Regions from separate parts of the Mus musculus genome. Here region 2 is linked to region 1. Evidence: chromatin contacts called from public HiCAR-type data. All regions are on one chromosome and are shown on one strand. The core of a region is the stretch at or near the end of the contact, and the rest is flanking DNA. Distances in the headings are between cores, read along the strand shown.

The links. HiCAR-type assays count read pairs that join an accessible place to other places.
Region 2: a contact with region 1 is called in a HiCAR-type map of fibro-adipogenic progenitors, with 4 times the contacts expected there. The contact joins the enhancer-like site here to the promoter of Adamtsl3 in region 1. A contact is called at or near these places in 6 of 39 promoter capture datasets (the 3T3-L1 cell line, 3T3-L1-derived adipocytes, embryonic stem cells and 2 more), 13 of 484 Hi-C or Micro-C datasets (the HL-1 cell line, Th2 cells, adipose-derived mesenchymal stem cells and 8 more), 3 of 115 datasets of contacts at active chromatin or transcription factors (embryonic forebrain, fibro-adipogenic progenitors and forebrain) and 1 of 9 other capture datasets (adipose tissue).

Annotation. Positions count from the first base shown.
Region 1 is chr7:82,331,721-82,337,070 of GRCm38.p6, reverse strand. It overlaps Adamtsl3 (ADAMTS-like 3), which reads right to left and starts at 1,377. Exons shown (of 30, transcript NM_001190374.1): 1 at 1,161-1,377. The coding sequence starts at 1,163.
Region 2 is chr7:82,499,703-82,505,020 of GRCm38.p6, reverse strand. It overlaps Adamtsl3 (ADAMTS-like 3), which reads right to left. Exons shown (of 30, transcript NM_001190374.1): 9 at 5,266-5,318. Among named protein-coding and RNA genes, the nearest start is that of Saxo2, 150 kb to the left of the region's middle. Within about 2 kb of position 2,275, at least 13 of the 459 cell types and tissues checked have an H3K27ac peak or open chromatin away from gene starts, as enhancers often do. A contact at or near this core is called in fibro-adipogenic progenitors, where this site is marked.

The sequences.
Region 1 (5,350 bases), core at 128-2,627:
GTGTCTTAGAAACGTTTGTGTTGGCCCAGGATGGGATTGTCTGCTGCAGAATGAAGGCAATATGGGGCTCCCTTTAGGATGAGTCCCCCAAGATCAAAAAGGGGAACGGAGACTGCCTCCAGTCAGCAATTCACCCATCCCTCCAGTGCTCCAGCAGTAGGGACAACCCTGCCCCAGACACCTCCTAGCCTGTTTGTCAGCACCAGAGTGTGGCTTTTGGGGGCGGGGGGGGGGCTGGGGGTTGTGGGGAGGACCAGCCTAAAGCCAAGAGTTAGGGCACCTGCCAGCTTTAATTCCTTGAGGCAAAAATGAGTCTGAAGCCAATTAAACTAGACCAGAGAGGGAAGAACCCTGCCTAAGGGCACACAGCTAAACAGAGTCTAGGATAGGAACGCAGATTGGATAGTTAGAGGAATTTCTCACTAGATGATAGAATGCCTTCTGCTTCCAGACCTGCCTTTAAGAGAATTCTGGGGGCCACAGTCTTGCGGAGTGTAATCTCTTAAAGGTGAGGAAGAAGTAAGCCCAGGAGGGCTACGAGGACCGTTTTCCCCAATGTGTTTTCCTGTCAGTTTACAGGGAACTCAGTTTGAGCGGAGACTGGAAAAGCCGAGGTCACACTCGACTCCCGCTTCGCCTCGCGGGCGCCTTGGCGGTGTCGGTGTCCGGGGGCGGGTCGGTGGCTTCTCTCCATCTGGAGAAAGCATTAAGGCCTGGCTTAATGCGATCCGCAAATGTGCTGCTGTTTCCGACCTGAGGCGGCGACTCTGGGACGAAGGGAGGCGGCCAGGGCTGGGCCCCAGGACCACGCGCCCCTCTCCGCTGGCTCGCACACTTCAGCGCCCGCCACCCTCACGCCTCCTTTCCCTGGCGTGCGTCTCCTCTCGTTTCTCTGCGCTTCAAGCATGCGAACCTCACTCAGTAGCCAAACCTCCGGACCTTCAAACACTGCAAGCTAAGATCAGCCCGTAGTCCGCTGACCCCGCAGGGTATCCCCCATCATCCAGAGCACCCCTCGCTCGCAGAGGACCAGGAAAGGTTCTGTCCAACATTCCCGGATCCTGTAGCGCGCCTGCCTGGAGCTGTCTAAGCCCCATAGGGCAGTGCTCAACCAAGACCTTATTTTCCAGTAGCGTTCCCATCAACTTGCTCCACCTTACCATCCTCAGAGAGATGAATCCCTGGATCCCCCGCGGGTGTTTCCAATCCGGAGTCGCAGCAGCGTCTGACGGTGCAAGGAGGGATGCGCGCTGCGAGACAGTGGCGAGCAGCGCCGACTCGGCGACACCTCGTGCGGAGCGCGGGATCCCGACGGTCCCCGACGCCGGCCTCCAGCTCGCGCCGCCGCCAAAGTTAAATGGGGCTGGGACGCGGCCGCCCCGCCTGTCCCGCCCCTCCGGGCGCGCGGAGCGCAGTGCTGGCCCCGACCCAGGGGCGGAGGGCGCGCGCCGCCACCTGCGCCGCCCGTCCCGCAAGTGCGCGCCGCGTCTAGGGTACCGTCAGTCCCTCCCGCCCTGCGTCCTCTGCCCTAACCCAGGGGCGCTGGGAACGCGGGGACAAGCGGGCCACCGAGCCGCAGCCAGGCGGCTCGGAGCGCTCGGGGCCGCCGCGGCCACGGCGAGACTCCGCTGGAACGCTTCTCCGCCCGCTTCCTGGAAGCCACTCCTTGCCCTGGGCCTGCAGCCAGGCCTGGTGCCAGGAGCTCCGGCTGCCGCCGGCGGCAGCGCGCTCTGGGGAGGCGTCCGCTGCGCCACGGGCCAGCCAGGCCAGCCAGACCAGTGCGAGGATGCCACCCTCTCCCAGCACCACCGCCAGACCCCGGGGACCTCAGCTGTTAAGTAATACCCTGCAGAGGCTGCCCAGAGTCTACCCACTCCTGCTGGTAGCCTTAGGAGCTTGACCATCACCCATTCAAACAGCCCCTGCGGTCTTGGTATAATTGGGGACCATGGATGACCCAGCAGGGACACCTAAACCTGAGACCTAGAGTCCCTGGTAGGAAACAGGTTTGGGTCCCACAGAAGTCCAGACCTGTCAGGAAATAAATACAGCTACAGCCCCGGGGCCTAGAGGTTTGGAAGAGAGGTGTCCCAGTCATGAATGGAGGAGGGTTGAGGGCACCTTGAGCACTTCTGAAGGAAAGAAAAGCCATGGAAGAGACATGGGGGCTTGGCTTCATCTCAGCAATAGGAGTCAAGGGCCAGGTGTTCCATTTAAGGCACCATTGTGCCTCCCGTATTGCTGCTCCCTTGAGTGATGCCACTTTGTCAAGTGGTATGTGTAGCCAGCCTTCCCAAAAGCAGTCGTTCCTAGAGTTATCTTAAGTCCTCGGGGAGTAGCTTTTCATGATGATCAGAGAGGCCAGGTCTGGAACTGGTTCCTAGGTACCTATTTCTCGCTAGAGTCTGAAACATTTGCATCCAAAGTTGCTCTCTTGCCTAGTGAACTGAAGGCTGGTATGTTCCAGATTCTTTTATGGCATTGCCAAGAGTTCCCCCCACGTGTTTTCCTATTCTCTCCTTCCCTGATCAGATGGCCTCCTCTGACCAGGAAAAGGGCCTTGTCAAGACTGTCTCTCCACTCCAGAGAGGGAAACGGCTGGAAACCTATGGAAAATGAGCAGGTGGTGCATGGGAAGAGATTCAGGAGGAACCAAGAAGGGAGGACAGAGCTAGACCATGACTAGCTCACCTGCAGACCACTGAGTCTCTCTGTTCACCCTAGTTTAGCTCTGGAAAGTGGGGCAGATAATACACATATGGATACTGGGCTATTACTCTGATGGGGATTATGCAGGATTAGGTTCCCATGAGCCTCTGGTTATGTTTTGACAGCCACTTGGCACACTGCCTTATTTTGTATGCCTTTCCGTGTAAAAGCACCTTGTCTAACACATGTTCATTCATTCTCCCTGAGCTCCTGGCACCAGCACCTGTCAACTCTCCTAACAAGGGACTGCTCTCTAGCTGTTCACATACACATCCCAGCCTCTTGGTCCTTGGGGAGACAGAGCCAGCACTGTGCTCAAGGGTTGCCTCAAACAATGTAATCAACAACAAAATGTTGCATAGAGGACATTTAGGATAATGGTTTACCGAATAAGAACTGAACAGACCCAAGAAGAGCAAGGAAGTCTTGTGGGACCTTAGCAGTGAGTGTGGGCACTAACTGACTCCAAATGTTCACTGGCCTTCAGATGACTTCGAAAGCGTCCTGTGCTTTGATGGTATGGTGACAGGTGATGATTATATGATGATATGACAGATGAGAAGGATCCGTGGTGTGTGTGTCTACATCAGTGCATTAGGAGAGAAACAGCCATGCTAACACTTCAGAACACACCATGTGGTACTTTGAACGAGAATGTTGCCATACGGTCATGTTGAATCCCTAGTCCTCAGTTGGTAAACTGTTTGAGGACGAGGAGAGGCGGCCATGTTGGAGGAACAGCGTCACTGGAAGGGGGTTTGAGGTTTTCAAAAACACAAGTGATCTCCCATGGCTCTCTCCTGCTGCTGCCTGTGGATTCAGATGTAGAACTCTCAGCTCTTTCTCTAGCACTGTGTCTGCCTGCGTACTGCCATGTTACCCACCATGATGATAATGAGCTAACCCTCTGAAACTGTAAGCCAGTCCACAATTCAATGCTTTCCTTTGTAAGAGTTGCCTTGACCTTGGTGTCTCTTCAGAGCAATTAAACAGTAACTAGGACACAGCACCAGAATCTATTCTAGGCATTTCTTAGGAATTGCTAATTCAGCCTTCAGCACAGCTTATTGGATGGCATATTGGTTTGACCTGACATAAAACACTTAAGAGGAGAAAAGATTTCTTTTGGCTCACAATTTCAAGTGTGTCAGTTCATTGCAGCAGGGCAGACATGGTAAATCAGAGAGCAGTTCACATCTTGGTGGCCGGAAAGCAGAGAAAGGAAAAAGCATCTGAGACCTGCTAAATAATCCTCAAAGTTACAGCCTCAGTGACCTACCGCGTCCAGGTAGATTCCACTTTCCAAAGTTTCTAGCACCTACCAAAATAGCACCGTGGGCTGGGCAGCACGCACCCCAGGCATGAAGCTCTGGGAGACACTTCACATCCAAACCATAACAAGTACGTGTTTTTATATTCCTGTGTTACAAATGAGACACATAAGTAGAAAGATTTAAGCCCCATATGTTCTCAGCCACTAGACTGATGTCTCAAATCATTCACATTCTAAACCTAGCCTTATAGCATCGTAAAATCGATTGGAAAACTTGCATGAATATTCAAGAAGAAATGGAGAATTCAAAGAACTATTGTGTTTGTGCCTTGGCAGCTGCGTCAGCCTCAGCTCCCCCTGTGTGCAACAGAGGAAGGCCTTGAGCAAGATGCCTCTGGAGTTGGGGACATTGCTGGGAATTTTTAAGTGGCTCTACTCTTAGGTATTAATGTCTCCACAGAACTTCCTGTCTCATTTTCCTTTAGGCACTTTTGATTCCTGAGCCAGCCTCCAAGGAATGCCTCACACTGTAAACAGGGGCCAGAAGAGAGTCTTTATTTCTTCAGGTTCCATCTAGAGTCAGGCTGTTCCTACAAAGAGCTCGCTGAGGGTGAGACATTAGAAAGGGAAATGCCTCCCACCCTCTTACGGAAGGTCTGCTACTCTGAGAATTCCGGAATGTCGACCCATCTCATGTGGGCGGCTAGGGTGCTGTGAATGGGAATGGCGATACATTATAAAGGACAAGTGCCCCCCCCCCCAATAGGCTATCTGTACCTCAGAGATGTCCCATGGAATGATCTTAATGGTCAACTTGACCGGATTCAAAACCACCTAGGATATTATCAAGCAAATGTCCGTCATGGTATCTACAGAGGTGGCTAAATTCTGATGAGTCTAACCTGAAGAATGCATTAATCCCTTGATGGAGTCATAACACAAAGGCATAATTGGGATATGTTGAAAGGCAGAAGGTGGACCTACCTAGAGAACATAGGTTACTGGGCTATATCTTTCCCTGGGCCCTATTCCTGTATCCCCTTTTCTTGGCTTCCTGGCTGCTGTGGTGTGAAACTGCTCTGTTTTCTCACACCCTTGCCACCATGATGGAATGACATCCCTCAGACTATGAGTCAGAATAAATCTCCTCTACTCTTGTCCCTATATCTGGACACAGCTACATAAAAGGAATTGCTGTGTCAGATTGATGGGCTGGGCCATTCATTAGCCCTTCTTGTTACTCTGAGCACATGCAGACGGTACCTTCCCTCAGTCACACGCTTCCCTCTCAGGCTTCAAGTCCTCCCTTGGTACCTGACCCACATGTTTAAGGAAGATGTTGTCAAAGGCATGGGTTGGGGAGATAGG
Region 2 (5,318 bases), core at 1,026-3,525, 170 kb before region 1:
CACTATTTCGGATTGACTTGTGTCCCATAAGAAACAACACTGGGGCCTTGCAGTGCTGACATATGCCTTTAACTCCAGCACTCAGGAGACAGGGGCAGGGGCAGGGGCAGGGGCAGGGGTAGAGGCAGAGACACAAGGCACAGGCACAGGCAGAGGCACAGGCAGGTTGATCTCTGTGAGTTTGAGGCCAGTCTCATCTACAGAGCAAGTTCTAGGACAGCCAGAGCTACAACAGAGAAACCCTGTCTTGAAAAACAACAACAAATAAATAAAATAGAAACAAACAAAGAAAAAGAAACTACACTAAAGCCCTAGCCTGCAGAACATCAGAATATGGTCTGACTTGGACACAGGGTCTGTGCAAATGTCATGTTGCTGAGATGAAAGTAATTGGCTGGGCCCTGGCCCAATATGCTTGTGTTCTTATGGAAATAGGGTTGGCTACAGAGGCAGACATGAACGAAGGGAAGATAATAGGAATTCTTTAGCTATGATAAAGGAGGAGAGAGGGACGCAAAGCAGGTCCTCCCTCACAGCCCTCAGACAGAGCCAATCCCGCTAACACCTTAGTTTTGCATATTAAGCCTCCAGAATGATAAGAGAGTCCCTCTCTTTCCCGCACATTCTATCTCTGCGTACTCTGTTAATACAACCTCTGGAACCCTAGGCAGGTCCTGACTCTAAGCCACTCCCCAACTCTCATCCCTCATCCCTGCCTCCTGCCTGTGTTCCTAAAGCACTTGGGAATTTGTGGCTTTCACTTCTGCTGCCCCCGTGTGGTGAGACCATGGTATGTTCTCTAGCAGAAAGGAATCCAGGCAGTCAGAGGAGCTAGCATAATTCTCTAGCAAGACTCTGGGAAGAGGGCATACAAACTATCAGAGCTGGGTCAGGGAAACCTGAAGACAGGTTGCATGCTTGAAAGCTAGGGGAAAGCAACCAGAAAACATACGCCCACGGGAGCATAAAGTATCTAAACTGAATGAAAGTGACTGCCTCAACAACCGGTTGTAGAGGGAAAACATCAGGCCACAAAGAAGACAAATGTGCCTTTCTCTCCGTATGTCTCCCAGAGAGGTTTCTACCACAGAAACACGTATCTTCATTAAAGTAGTTAAATTTTATTTCATAAGGTAATCTCAGTGAAATATACTCCGACTCGATAGTCCTAAACATTTATGCACAGAGGTCAAGATGCCAAGGGTAGGTAAATTCCCTCTGAGTGAGCTCAGCTTATAGCTCAGCAGTTCTCAACCTGTGTGTTGTGACCCCTTTCACAGGGTTGCCTGAGACCATCAGAAAACACAGACATTTACATTACAATTCATAACAGTGTAAAAGTATAATTACAAAGTAGGAATGAGAAAACTTTTATGGTGGGGCGTCGCCATGTATTAAGGGGTCACAGCATTAGGAAGGTTGAGAGCGATTGCCCTGGCTCACCAGTCAGCAATTGCCTGAAACAGCAGTGATTTGGTCAAGAGTCTCTACTGTGCCTGGTGGCCAGGTACACATATTGCAGGAGCAAAATCCTCATACTCCAGGGTAAACCACCCTATTGCAACAGAGATGGGGCAGGAGCCACCATGAGAAACTATTATTCAGGAGAACAAGATTATAGAGTGAGAAGAAGCCCACGGAAAGAAAAAAGGCAAGGCTTCCTGGACCAACCTAGCTATGAAGAAAAAGTTTCTTAAAGAGTAGAAAACAGATTTTTTTCTGTAAGAATGTAAGAATACAGTAGTTTCCAACATTTCCCTTACCAAAAGCCCTGCTCTTTATAAAAGCTATGACATAAATGATGAAGACAAGCACAGCCCAGTATCCCCATAACTGTGCTGGCAGTAGCATAGAGTAGGTGGCCCCTGGGCCCTGCTGCCACAGAGCTCAGTCTTAGGTGGAAGCCATCTTTATTCCAGATGTCCTCTGTGGAGAGCGACTAGAGGGGTGTAGGGACATGGGGGAGGGGTAGTCATCAGTCACCCCACATAGCATTACCCCTCCCTCTAAGCAAAGGAGTGTTGCTTGATTGTGTAGTGATCCCAGAAAAGACGGTTGTAAGCAGAATCCTTCACCTCAAGCCACAGCACAGCTGGGCAACACTACAATGTTCTGAACCAGAATTGGAAGAAAAAAAGAAATAACCGATGGAAAAGAATATTTCCTAGAAACACACATAATCTGGACAAGCTCCTGAGTCAGAGAGAAACAACCCCAGAGTCACTCTTGCTTCATTTCAAGTGTCTCCAACTTTGCCAGATTCTCTTCTACCGAGCACACCGCAGCCACAGAGGAACACGGCTGTAGGCATGGAAATGACACTCTGTTTATACACAGTTAGTTGTGTGTAACGCCCTCTTTGATAAATATGTTTTTAAACAACCCCTTCAGTCTCCAGAGCCTGAAAGCTTTCCAGACACTGAAGCTGAAGTCCAGAGCTGTTTATTTATTCAGTCTGAGAGAGCCAGGATTCAGAGGCAGGAGACAGGGGATTGCTAAATCAGAGTGTGTGTGGGGGGGGTATGTTGTCATGACAGTCTACTAAAAGGTGAGTGCATATTTGGGTAAGAAGGTTGGAAATAATCTTTATTTGTGCAAATGATATGTGAATACATAGTATTAAAATTATTTTAAGAATCATATATTATAAATGAACCTAAGGCCACTTCCCAAAACACATGTCTCCTCTGCAATGGTGACTGTGGTTTCCCTCTCTGACATACTCTCCAGTAATGCACACACACACACACACACACACACACACACACACACACACAGACAACTCACAGAACTGGTTTGTTGGCTGGGAAGACAGCTCAGTTGGTAGAGTGCTTGCCATGTATGGACCCGAGTCTGAAATCCAGTGACTGAATTTAAAGCAAAACTGGGGCTACTGGCACACACTTGTGATTCCAGCCCCCCCACCCCCGAGACAAGACAGGAGAATCTCAAGATTCACAGGACAGTCAGCCTAGCCTAATCAATGAGTCCTGGGTTGCAATGAGAGACTGTCTTCAAAACACAAAGACAGTTCCTAAGGAGTAATGGCTGACATGGACTTCTGGCTGCCACAAGCCTGAGCACACATGTGGACCCACCAAGCACACATGAGCACACACGTGTACCCACACACTAAGAAATCCACAGTTTCCGAGTGTGCATGATCTGGTTCAGAGAAGCAACAGGATCTCTTCAAGTTCTAGTCATGCCGATACTGTAACCAATATCTTGGAATACTAATCTTTGTAGGTCGCTTCTCCAGGCAATCCCATACTTACCCATATTATACCTATACTGATTAAAGGAGATTACAGGTATTCTTAGCAATTAAAAGGAGGAAATACAGAGTCCATGTGTATGAGAGAGAATCACACAGAAACCCTGCAAGGGAAACATAGAAATCACTCTATAATAACAGACCAAAGAGCTAAGTATATTTCCTTCTGGATCCCACACAGAACTCAGAGAAGCCTATGGAAGCCAGGCAGATGGCAGACACCAGGAGCAGCACGAACAGCAGCAGATGCCTGTTCCTTTAATGCAACGTGAGGGTGGCAACTGGAGAAGGTGTGGGCTACGGCAAACCAGAGAGTGATGTCAACCTCCTTGGCATAGAGCAGGCCAGCTACTTGTCGAATCGCGTCCATTTTTACAGCAGAAAAAAAAAAACCACAACAAGTAATATTTTTATATTTTAAAAAGTCTCTTCAGCACTGATCACTGTAGATTCGTTTCTGTTCCTGCTGCTGTGATGAAACGTGGGCAAAGGTGACTTAAGGGAGGAAGGGTTTGCTTTGACTCACACTTCCAGAGTGCCACCTGTCTGTCATAGCTGTCACAGTGGGCAAGACATGGAGGCTGCAGCTTCACGAAGCTTGCTCGCATCACATTCGCAGCCAGGAAGCAGAGGGGTGAAGGAATGCGCCTGTCTGCTCAGCTCACTCCCCAATGCACACAGTCCAGGACCCCAGGCAAGGAACACCTTGGGTGGGTAGGTCAGTCCTCCTACCTCAGTTAACATAATCAATGCAACCTCACATAGGCCAGCCCAGGAGCCCACCACCAAGTGATTCTGTCAATTAGCACTAACCAATCACACACTAGTTAAAAGCCTTGCCTGGTCACACTGCAGGCTGAAGTTGGACCCGAGGGATTCAGATGAGCTCACAGATTTAGTCAAAGTGCCCCATGTCTCTCTGGTAGCAAGTACAACCAATGTCTCAATAGAGCATTCCTTGTCAATTTAATATGTTAAACACATATTAAATAAAAACACATAAAAAATAGTTGGTTTTATTTTTAAGGTTTCAGGGGTCTTTTGTGATGCTTAATATGGAAAAGCTCTAAAACCATCCCAGAGGAAAGCCTCTGGATGTGTTTGTGAAGGAGTGTCTAGTCTGGGTTGACCCATCTGGATGTCAGCCTCTCTGGGTCCTGACTCTCTCTCTACTTCCTGACTGCAGAGGTGGCCAGCTACAACATGCTCCCACCACCATGGTTTGGCCACCATGATAGGCTAGACCCTTCATCTGTGAGCCAAAGCAAAGCCTTCCTTCTCCCCTCCCTTACATTCCTCTGTGTCCGGGATTTTGTTGTTATAGCAACCAGAAGAGTAATGAGCATCATTTTCCTTCATAAAGGTATAATTGACTGTCAAGGTAATTTTCATTCTTCTACTATATTCTGAATGATTTTTCTGGAAATGGAGGGAAGACTCTCACTGAATGATCTTTCTTTTTTTTTTTTTCATTCCTTGTTCATTTTCTTCTATATCTACACTTCGTTCCTTTGTACAAGGAAAGATGGCTCAACTCTACCTAGAGAGAGAAGCAGGCTCAGGGCTCAGGAAGAAACAGTTTGAGCAGATGCTAGTGCAGAGATTGTCATCACCTGTGACCCTGATTTTGAATCAGCGGCTGCAGTACAACACACTGGCAGGGCTGAGGATGGGAGGGACAGCTCCTGTCAAAGGAAGTCAAAGAATAGCCCTCTGTCCTCTCCTTTTCTTCCCCAGGATGGCATGCTTAGCTAATCCCCATCTCCACCAACCTCCATATGGACTTAAACTGAGCATGGCACGTGGGGGTGATGAATATGAAGTTATCTCCCCCTGGAAGAATGAAAATTAATTCTTAATTCTTAGAGACTCTACTTGAGAGAGGGGAACAGTTTTTGGGAATGGCCTGTTCAGATGGAAACCCAGGAAGACCCACTGTGTTTCCCTTGCTATGCCTAAACAGGATGCTCCGAAGACGGTCCATCTACCTTGAAGATGAAATCAGCCATCAGGGGTCCCGCAATCTTGAAGGTTTGTCTGT